Regions from separate parts of the Mus musculus genome. Here regions 1 and 2 are each linked to region 3. The links are chromatin contacts, called in public promoter capture Hi-C maps. All regions are on one chromosome and are shown on one strand. Each heading gives the region's core, a stretch centred on a gene start, on an enhancer-like site or on the middle of the called end of the contact. The rest is flanking DNA. Distances are from core to core; before and after follow the strand shown. Region 1 overlaps Ahcyl1 (S-adenosylhomocysteine hydrolase-like 1). Region 2 holds the start of Gnai3 (guanine nucleotide binding protein (G protein), alpha inhibiting 3). Region 3 holds the start of Gstm5 (glutathione S-transferase, mu 5).

What was found. Promoter capture Hi-C pulls out the DNA fragments that hold promoters and counts their contacts.
Region 1: a contact with region 3 is called in a promoter capture Hi-C map of macrophages, with 5 read pairs. The contact joins the enhancer-like site here to the promoter of Gstm5 in region 3. A contact is called at or near these places in 16 of 39 promoter capture datasets (the C10 cell line, cranial neural crest, embryonic stem cells and 9 more), 1 of 15 datasets of contacts at CTCF or cohesin (the NIH/3T3 cell line), 6 of 115 datasets of contacts at active chromatin or transcription factors (bone marrow-derived macrophages, craniofacial prominence, embryonic forebrain and 3 more) and 3 of 9 other capture datasets (adipose tissue, liver and pancreatic islet).
Region 2: a promoter capture Hi-C map of embryonic stem cells shows a contact between it and region 3, with 12 read pairs. The contact joins the promoter of Gnai3 here to the promoter of Gstm5 in region 3. A contact is called at or near these places in 23 of 39 promoter capture datasets (3T3-L1-derived adipocytes, the C10 cell line, the HPC-7 cell line and 15 more), 1 of 15 datasets of contacts at CTCF or cohesin (the NIH/3T3 cell line), 8 of 484 Hi-C or Micro-C datasets (Sertoli cells, bone marrow-derived macrophages, erythroblasts and 5 more), 21 of 115 datasets of contacts at active chromatin or transcription factors (the NIH/3T3 cell line, the SCID.adh cell line, bone marrow-derived macrophages and 12 more) and 4 of 9 other capture datasets (adipose tissue, embryonic stem cells, liver and 1 more).

What each region holds. Positions count from the first base shown.
Region 1 is chr3:107,672,844-107,675,543 of GRCm38.p6, reverse strand. It overlaps Ahcyl1 (S-adenosylhomocysteine hydrolase-like 1), which reads left to right. Exons shown (of 17, transcript NM_145542.4): 3 at 390-533; 4 at 1,436-1,536; 5 at 2,006-2,108. Among named protein-coding and RNA genes, the nearest start is that of Gm52629, 10 kb to the left of the region's middle. Within about 2 kb of position 1,288, at least 6 of the 459 cell types and tissues checked have an H3K27ac peak or open chromatin away from gene starts, as enhancers often do. A contact at or near this core is called in macrophages, where this site is marked.
Region 2 is chr3:108,144,880-108,147,579 of GRCm38.p6, reverse strand. It overlaps Gnai3 (guanine nucleotide binding protein (G protein), alpha inhibiting 3), which reads left to right and starts at 1,428. Exons shown (of 9, transcript NM_010306.3): 1 at 1,428-1,692. The coding sequence starts at 1,575.
Region 3 is chr3:107,894,552-107,897,251 of GRCm38.p6, reverse strand. Gstm5 (glutathione S-transferase, mu 5) reads right to left here and starts at 1,398. Exons shown (of 8, transcript NM_010360.2): 1 at 1,254-1,398; 2 at 879-954; 3 at 562-626. The coding sequence starts at 1,298. 4933431E20Rik (RIKEN cDNA 4933431E20 gene) reads left to right here and starts at 1,039. Exons shown (of 3, transcript NR_015459.1): 1 at 1,039-1,609.

The DNA.
Region 1 (2,700 bases), core at 39-2,538, 220 kb after region 3:
ATAGATGTGTAAGCTGAGAACCAGTGGTCTATAGAAATGGCATCCTTATCACTGTTACTCCATTCTTATAGAGTCTGGGTACAGTCCAGAGGAGCCAAGTAACTGTAATGGAGCATCACCACAAGTGGTACAGGATTAGGCTCCATACTTCTCTGTCACACACACTGCTGGCAAAGTATCCTAGGGTGAGTGAGTGAAAGAGCTGCAGTGCTAAGCATACAGTTTCATTCACACCAGCTCTTAGAGCCTGGAGGAACAGAACTGATGACGTAAAAGGGACCTGCAATTAAAAGTGTTCGCTTCACTTAAATAACAGTCCCCTGGGGACTGTACTCAGTGGAGTTTGGGCCATTGAGGTTTTTCTTTCCCTGTTTCTTTGCTGTCTCTAGCTGCATCCTATACAGATAGCTCTGATGATGAGGTTTCCCCTCGAGAGAAGCAGCAAACCAACTCGAAGGGCAGCAGCAATTTCTGTGTGAAGAACATCAAGCAGGCAGAGTTTGGACGCCGGGAGATTGAGATTGCAGAGCAAGGTAAAGGAGGAAATGAGCAGAGGGCCAGAAGCACCTTTGCACTGCTTATCAGGACCTGGACAATTTAAGTGTCCTGGAAAAGAGTTTCTCACACTTTGGATAAACACTTCTCTCTATATGGAAACTGAGCCTTAGGATTCTTGGGTGTGTTTTGTTTTGTTTTCTTTTTTTTCTGTTCCCAGTGTATGGTAATTACAGAGTGGTTTCTGTTCTCCTCATCATGACACCATACTCACAGGTCTACAGTGCATAGTCAGCAAGTGTTGGATCATAACATAGTGGTTATTTGTGTGGGATATTTTTCTAGCTGCCAATACAGAGACCCGGATTTCCCAGAAGCAGGTGATATGATAGGTTTCTCACCTAAGGTTGTGGTAGCCTGGGGTCTCATTAAGTCCTAGACTCCCTCAGCTGGAACGGAATACAGGTGACTGACAGTCAACTGCATCTTAATTTCTCTCTTCCTCTACACTTCTCCAAGGGTCTCTGCTCTTCTGTGTTTTGGTTTTTTTCATGTTGAAGTTGTGTTTCTTACTCCGATCTTGACAAGCTCAGGTAAGATAATAGAGAAAAATAGAAATGTCTTCCACTGAGTTCACAGTCATCCCTCCTGGACTGATGAAGACATATGGAAGTCTGTTTATTTTGGCCAGTTTGGAAAGTTTAATTCTTTCTCTGCTCAGGCCTTTGTATGTATAAAGCAGAAGCAAGACCCGCCAATTGTACTTACATCATAACCTCCAGTTACTCCATTGGTGAAACATCTAGTCATGAGGGAAATATGTTTGATATTTTCTACCCCATTTCGCCATGGGTCAGCAGACCTAACACTGCTCGTGGCTGGACAGGAGCGAATGGTGTTGGTAGTGTGGACCTGGCTCAGATCCTCTGTTCTTCCACAGACATGTCTGCTCTGATTTCACTCAGGAAACGTGCTCAGGGAGAGAAGCCTTTGGCTGGTGCTAAAATAGTGGGCTGTACGCACATCACGGCCCAGACAGCGGTGAGTTTGTTGGAAGAAAATAGAGGGACTCTGATATACGGGGAAGAAAACTCTTCTTTATTAGAAATAAACATGCCACCCCAGGCAGTGGTGGCAAAGAAGCAGACGAATCTCTGTGAGTCGGAGGGCAGCCTGATCTACAGAGTGAGTTTGAGTCCAGCCAGGACTACACAGAGAAACTGTCTTAAAAACCGTAGACAGGCAGACAGATGAATGAGCATGCCTTTCCTCCTACCTAGCCGACTCAGGGGGATGTAAAATGATTGTAATAAAAATGTTTAAAGACTTTTAGGAACATGTCTTTCAGGCCTAGATAAGTAACTGTGCCACACAGCTGACTTGTACCTTTGTGTACTTCTCTAGTGCCGGGTCAGCTCTGTGATGTTACAGAGACTGTCCTCTTGCTGACATTTGTCCCCTGCTCCTGTGTAGCCCCACTTTCCTCACTCATCTTTCCGTACATCCATAGGTATTAATTGAGACCCTTTGTGCCCTGGGAGCTCAGTGCCGCTGGTCTGCCTGCAACATCTATTCAACTCAGAATGAAGTAGCTGCAGCACTGGCTGAGGCTGGTGAGTTCCATTTTTTTTTTCTACCAACTTTGCCTCAAGTAATTAAATACAACACAGCAGAATTGTCATTATACCTTGTATATCTGGGGTCTATAAATTTGGGCAGTCTTAAAACAACAGAGCCTGGATATAAAGCTTAATGGTGGAGTAGTTCCCTGGCATGTAGTGCAACAGTGAATTCGATCCCCATTATCATGACAGGGGTGAAGAGAACAGGAAGAAATGTATACTAAAACCGAGGTATACTTTAAAACAAAAACCACAAACACCTAAGGAAATACTCAATTCTAATGTTAAATGAATGAAGGCAGAATAGTAAATGTGAGCTCAGCTGGTCTCTTCTCCCCAAAAGTCTTAATCAATTTTGAGAGAACACTGTAGGTAGTGTCTTTTATATTGATAGTTAATGGATTATTTGCAATTTGGAGTATACTAAAATATATGTGCTATAAGTTTTAATTAAAAATAAAATAATTTTTATTGTCAAAATGTTCAAAAGCACCGGGCGGTGGTGGCGCACGCCTTTAATCCCAGCACTTGGGAGGCAGAGGCAGGTGGATTTCTGAGTTCAAGGCCAGCCTGGTCTACAAAG
Region 2 (2,700 bases), core at 179-2,678, 250 kb before region 3:
CCAACATCTTGGTATCGAGGTGACTGCCATCCAAAAACCTTAGATGCTCTGTTGTCAGGGGTCTCCCAGCTATACCTTCTAGAGAGGTCTGGTAGAAAGAGGGCGTGAAGTTGAAACTAGACAGATGTACTTACTGTGTGGACGTGGGAAAGCGACTGAATTCCTCTGAGCCCATTTTCTCATTGGCGACAATGGGGATTAATATTACCTACCTCACAGGGTTGTTGTGAGGATTAAGAGATGAGACATGGAAGTGCCTACCTGGCAAAAAGGTACTCAATAATGTTGTGTTTCCCCCTTTCCTCTTGACCCTTTCCCCCCTAGAAGTGATCAGAAAGGAAAAGCAGTTTCTTTTGGAAATGAGTGGGAGACTTTCCAGACTTGGAATTGACAAGCATTATGGGTGACGTGGACGAGGTTAATCTAATTAGATGGTTCTAATTAATTAATTTTCACTATAGACCTTTCTCTTGGGAATTTGTAGCTTAAGTTACCTCCTACTAGAGAAATGTTTTAAATTCCAGGGAAATGTTTCAATGGCTGTAAAAAAATGCCCCTTCTTAAAACGGGTGTTGAGTCATTGTGGGTCTATTTAGTAGGGACTTTAGGATATTCTTCACAGAGCCAATATTCAGGAGATAGTAGAAAGACAACTTTTACCAAACTTCCCCCTTTCTGTGGCTATCACAGAGGAACTCTTGTTAGATTAGAGATTAGCTCGTTTATTTCTGGGTATGGAACTAAGTCCTCAGGTTTACCTGGAAGAAAGGGAAGCGTGGAAATATTATAAATGAATTACACCTAGTTTCATATTCTAATACTTACTACCTATTTTTCACTCTCTATTACTTGATGCGGTCGAGTGATCCTTTGCCAACATAGGAGTGCCAGGCATATGTACAGCTCACAGAAATCCATACGTTGTAGCAGAAGGACTAATATATACTTGGCATAATGGGTGTAGCCAGAGGAATGGGTGAACATCCAGGCTGGGCAGCTCAAGGATCAGACGGAGGGAACTTTGGCTGAAGTGCCCAACACGCGGCTCTGGACAGAGACCTGGGCTCCAAATCACAGATGAAAAGGAAAAAAGGTTTTTTTGTTTGTTTGTTTTCTGGAGAGGGAGGCTTTTCCCAACAGCAATTCCCAGAGGACTGTGAGCTCTCATTTGAGAATCTGATCCTCACCGCCAAACCTCCAGAGCACACCACGTGCTGGAAGTCCCGCTTTTTCTACACTTGGAATCCAAGTCCAGGAGCCGGAGAAGTAAAAGGGTATTAAGGCTGGGAGGTGCGGAGCGAAGGCTCGCCATCACTCCACGGGGACAGTCAGGTACCAGGGAACTTCCGCTCTCCGTACCACCTCCGCCTCCCACTGGCACAGCGCTCTAAGTAGTAACGGCCGCTGGGCGTCGCCGGAAGTGTCGTAAACAGCACACATCCGGTTCTTCCGGGAGCTAGGGGAGCTGACGGAGAAGGCCACCGCCCAGCAGAAGACCCGTCTCCGCCGGTGTGTGGCGATTCCCGCGGTGTGTGTGAGTGAGCCCGGGCCCGGTCCCCTCTCCCGCCGCCGCCATGGGCTGCACGTTGAGCGCCGAGGACAAGGCGGCGGTGGAGCGGAGCAAGATGATCGACCGCAACTTGCGGGAGGACGGGGAGAAAGCGGCCAAAGAAGTGAAGCTGCTGCTGCTCGGTGAGGGGCTGGGGGCGGAGCTGGAGCGCTGGAGCCGGAGAGCCCGGCCCCGGGAGCAGCCGGAGCTGATCGGGGTCTGGCCAAGGCCGGCAGAGAGGACCCCAAAGGGACAAGGAGGGGATGCCCAGCAATGGGGCGGGTACTGGGCTTGGCGACTGAGGCCCCGGAAGGCGTGGGGATTTCAGGTTGGAGAGGGTGTAACCCGGCTGGGATGGTACTTAGTAGAGTTGGGGAGTTTGGAGCCCCGAGACTGTGCTGGGAATCCGGGCACGGCTCTTAAAGGGAGGGACCGAAATTAGGGAGGGTTCACACTGGGCTGGAACGTGTTGAGGAGGATAGTGTATGGTGTCTGGTGGGGCCTGTCTAGGGTTTGTGTGAGTTTGATACTTGATGTCAGGATAAAGCTGGAAGGATTGAATGATTAAATAGCGAAGCTAGTACAGAGAGGGTCACATAAAGAACTTGCTCGCAAGTCTTTTTGTGCTGTTAGTGAGGTGGGTTGTCCAGGAACACCCAGGAGGCGGTTGAAATAAATGACAGGTTCTTAGGTATAAAAGAAAAGACCTTGGGTGCAGAGGCCACTAATACTTTTTTCAACTTTTTTTTAAAATCTCTCTCTCTCTCTTTTTTTTTTTTAAATTCTCTTGAGCTTCCGTGATTCCTTTTTTAAATTAAAGGGCTAGGGATGGTGTGAGCTGAGGAAATTGAAAGAATGCCATTTTTGAGGTTTGGGGTAGAGGACAGTGGGACCATGTGTGTCGGGAATAGTAGAGGATAACATATGGACTGGGGCAGATTTATTGTAGAGATTGTGATCTATTTGGGAGGGGTTGATTTTTTTTTTTAATTGGGTTTTTCAAAATAAAAGTATGTATTGGCTTTCAGACTACAAACACCGTGTTGTCTTATACTCAAGTGGGCTTTTTTATCTCTAGTCAGACATGTTTCAGTCAGGATAATTTCGTTTTAAACTTTGATAGGCCCAGTAAATCATATAAACTTCTCTCG
Region 3 (2,700 bases), core at 149-2,648:
GGACCGCCACTCCTCTGGAAAAGAGAAGACTTGCAAGGTGTGTGAGAGTAGAAGCCAGGAGAAATAACTAAATAAATAGAAAGTAGCACTGGGTCCTCACCTGACTCTAGACAAGGGTGCTTAATCCTGTGTGTCACTGTGAATGTATGTGTGGCATATAGACGTTTAAAAAGCAAAATGTAAATATTTTATACCTTAAAGTATGTAAAAGTAGGGTGATTATGGATACATTTAAAAAAAAAATAGGTGTTTTAACAACCAGGACACATGAGGATACATTTAGGATACCATGAAAATACCTGGAATCTATCAGTGATAAAGTCACAGACCTGGCTATCAACTCATGTCTCTTATAGCCTGCCTTTAAGAGGAGAATATTAGTGTTTCTCAGACGTTAGTAGGAAATAAAATGTTATTCTCAGTTCTGTTCAATGACCCTTGAATTCTATCCATTCTATAAACGTGAAGAGTCTCTATCTAGATGCTCCCAAGCCAGAGATGAAGTGAAAACAGATACACTTGAAGGCCTTCCCTTCTGCCCACTCCTCCAAAACCACCTACGTTAGGAAAGTCCAGATCTAGCTTGAATTTCACGTCCAGCCATTGGCTTCTATCATAGTCAGGAGCTGTAAGAGAGAAGTGGGACCCAAGCCCGTTACCGACCTAGCTGAGACTTAGACCTGTTATCTCAAGTTCCCAATCCCCAAAAACTAACCCTTGAGTTTCTGCAAAGATGGGCCTGAACAGCAAGAGATAACTCTATGGGCCTCTCTTGGCAAAGTTCCCAGCTTACAGGAGCAGGGGGTCCCACACCATCTTGGTGTGGTACAACCCTCTGGGTAAAAAACAACTGTAGCGCACCCACAGACATTCATTACCTTCCCCACAGATGTACCGTTTCTCCTCATAGCTGGTATCAGTAAACTCCAGAAGCATGCGGATAGCATGAGCCAGCTAAAAGCAGGGGATGGAGAAAGACCCCGGTCAGCGCGCCTGCGCAGTGCCCACTTGCTCGCAGGCCCCCTCCGTCAATGTCCCCAACCCAACGCTGCCAAGCTCCTGCGTCCTGTCCAGGGAAATTGTCCTTAGGCAGCCCCTTCGCTCACGCCCGGGAACTTCCAGTACCTTATTCCTCTACCCACAGTCCTGGGGACCCCATAGGTAGGCTGGAGATCGGCCCACCGGCCCCTGACCCCCGCCCGGCCGCCTGCACCTCTCTGTCCCAGAGGCTGGGCTGGCGAGGGACCACTCACCCCGCGGATATCCCAGTAACCCAGAACCATAGACTTGGATGACATTTTGGGCGATCTTAGCCCCTTCGGGGATACAGCGATGGACTGTGGGCGGCTAACTTTATACTGGACGCTGTGGGCCGGGCTGACGCGACCGAACTGTCTCCTCCTCTCTCGCTCTATGCTCCACCCGCCCTCCGCGTGGTCAGTGGGCGGTGCGCAGGCGCAGCTGCTGCGGCTCCTGAAATCCTCCGGTGTGAACTTCTCCCAGGGCTGTTGATGCTTCATCTACTCTTCTGGCAGTGGGGGCCTGGACCTTAGTTACCCGGGAAGCGTGAGTCATGTTGCACAGTTGAGCTGGCACATAAAACTACGAGGTAGGAAACGATTCAGGTATAAGGTACTTTGGGGATAGAAACATTTTCTATGTAAGATACAAATGGCTCTGTGAAGACTGAGGGAGGCTGGGGACACTAAACAGGTCCACTGTGAAAAAGGATAGGTCATGCACATTGGAAATGCCTCAAAGGACACTCCAGGAAAGAGGAGGGTAGAGCAAACACCGAAAGGTGACAAATAGCTATGCAAGATAAACAGCAGGTGCTGTCGAGTTAGGCTGGTTTATGGGAGGAGTCAAAACATTAAGCATTTGGGGCAGGTTGCAAAGGGTATGGACAGCCAGACAGACAGAGGGTGTGAGTGTTTTCTCTCTGCTCTGTGGGGAGTGTATAGGATCTAGATCATAATGTTCACTAGCAGTATAATGCAAGACAGACATATGATTGTTTTTAAATGGTTTGCTTCTAGTTTTTTTTTTTTTAAGGAGGCAATGAATCCATAGTATACTTACGTAGCCCAATATATACTGTTTCAGAATGTAGTATGAAAATTATTGAGATGTCTTCTATTTTTTTGTTTTAGTACCTTACATTTAAAACACAACTCCACTAAGGGTAACCTCATCTTTTAAAAAAGATTTATTTATTCATTTTATATATGTGAGTATACTGTCGCTCTCTCTCTTCAGTCACACCAGAAGAGGGCATTGGATCCCACTATAGACTGTTGTGAGCCACCTTGTGGTTGCTGGGAATTGAACTCAGGACCTCTGGAAGAGCAGTTGGTGCTCTTAACTGCTGAGTCATCTCTCCAGCCCCAGGTAACCTCATTCTGATGCTCAGGATCCACAAGTTAGTCGGAAAATGATAAGCATATTGTGGAGTAAAACAGCACAAAAGGGGAAAGGCCCCTTGCGGGTGGGACCATCCCTGGGCTGGGTGTCTTGGGTTCTATAAGAGGGCAGGCTGAGCAAGCCAGGGGAAGCAAGCCAGTAAGGAACAGCCCTTCATGGCCTCTTCATCAGCTCCTGCTTCCTGACCTGCTTGAGTTCCAGTCCTGACTTCTTTCAGTGATGAACAGCAATGTGGAAATGTAAGCTGAATAAACCCTTTCCTCCCCAACTGCTTCT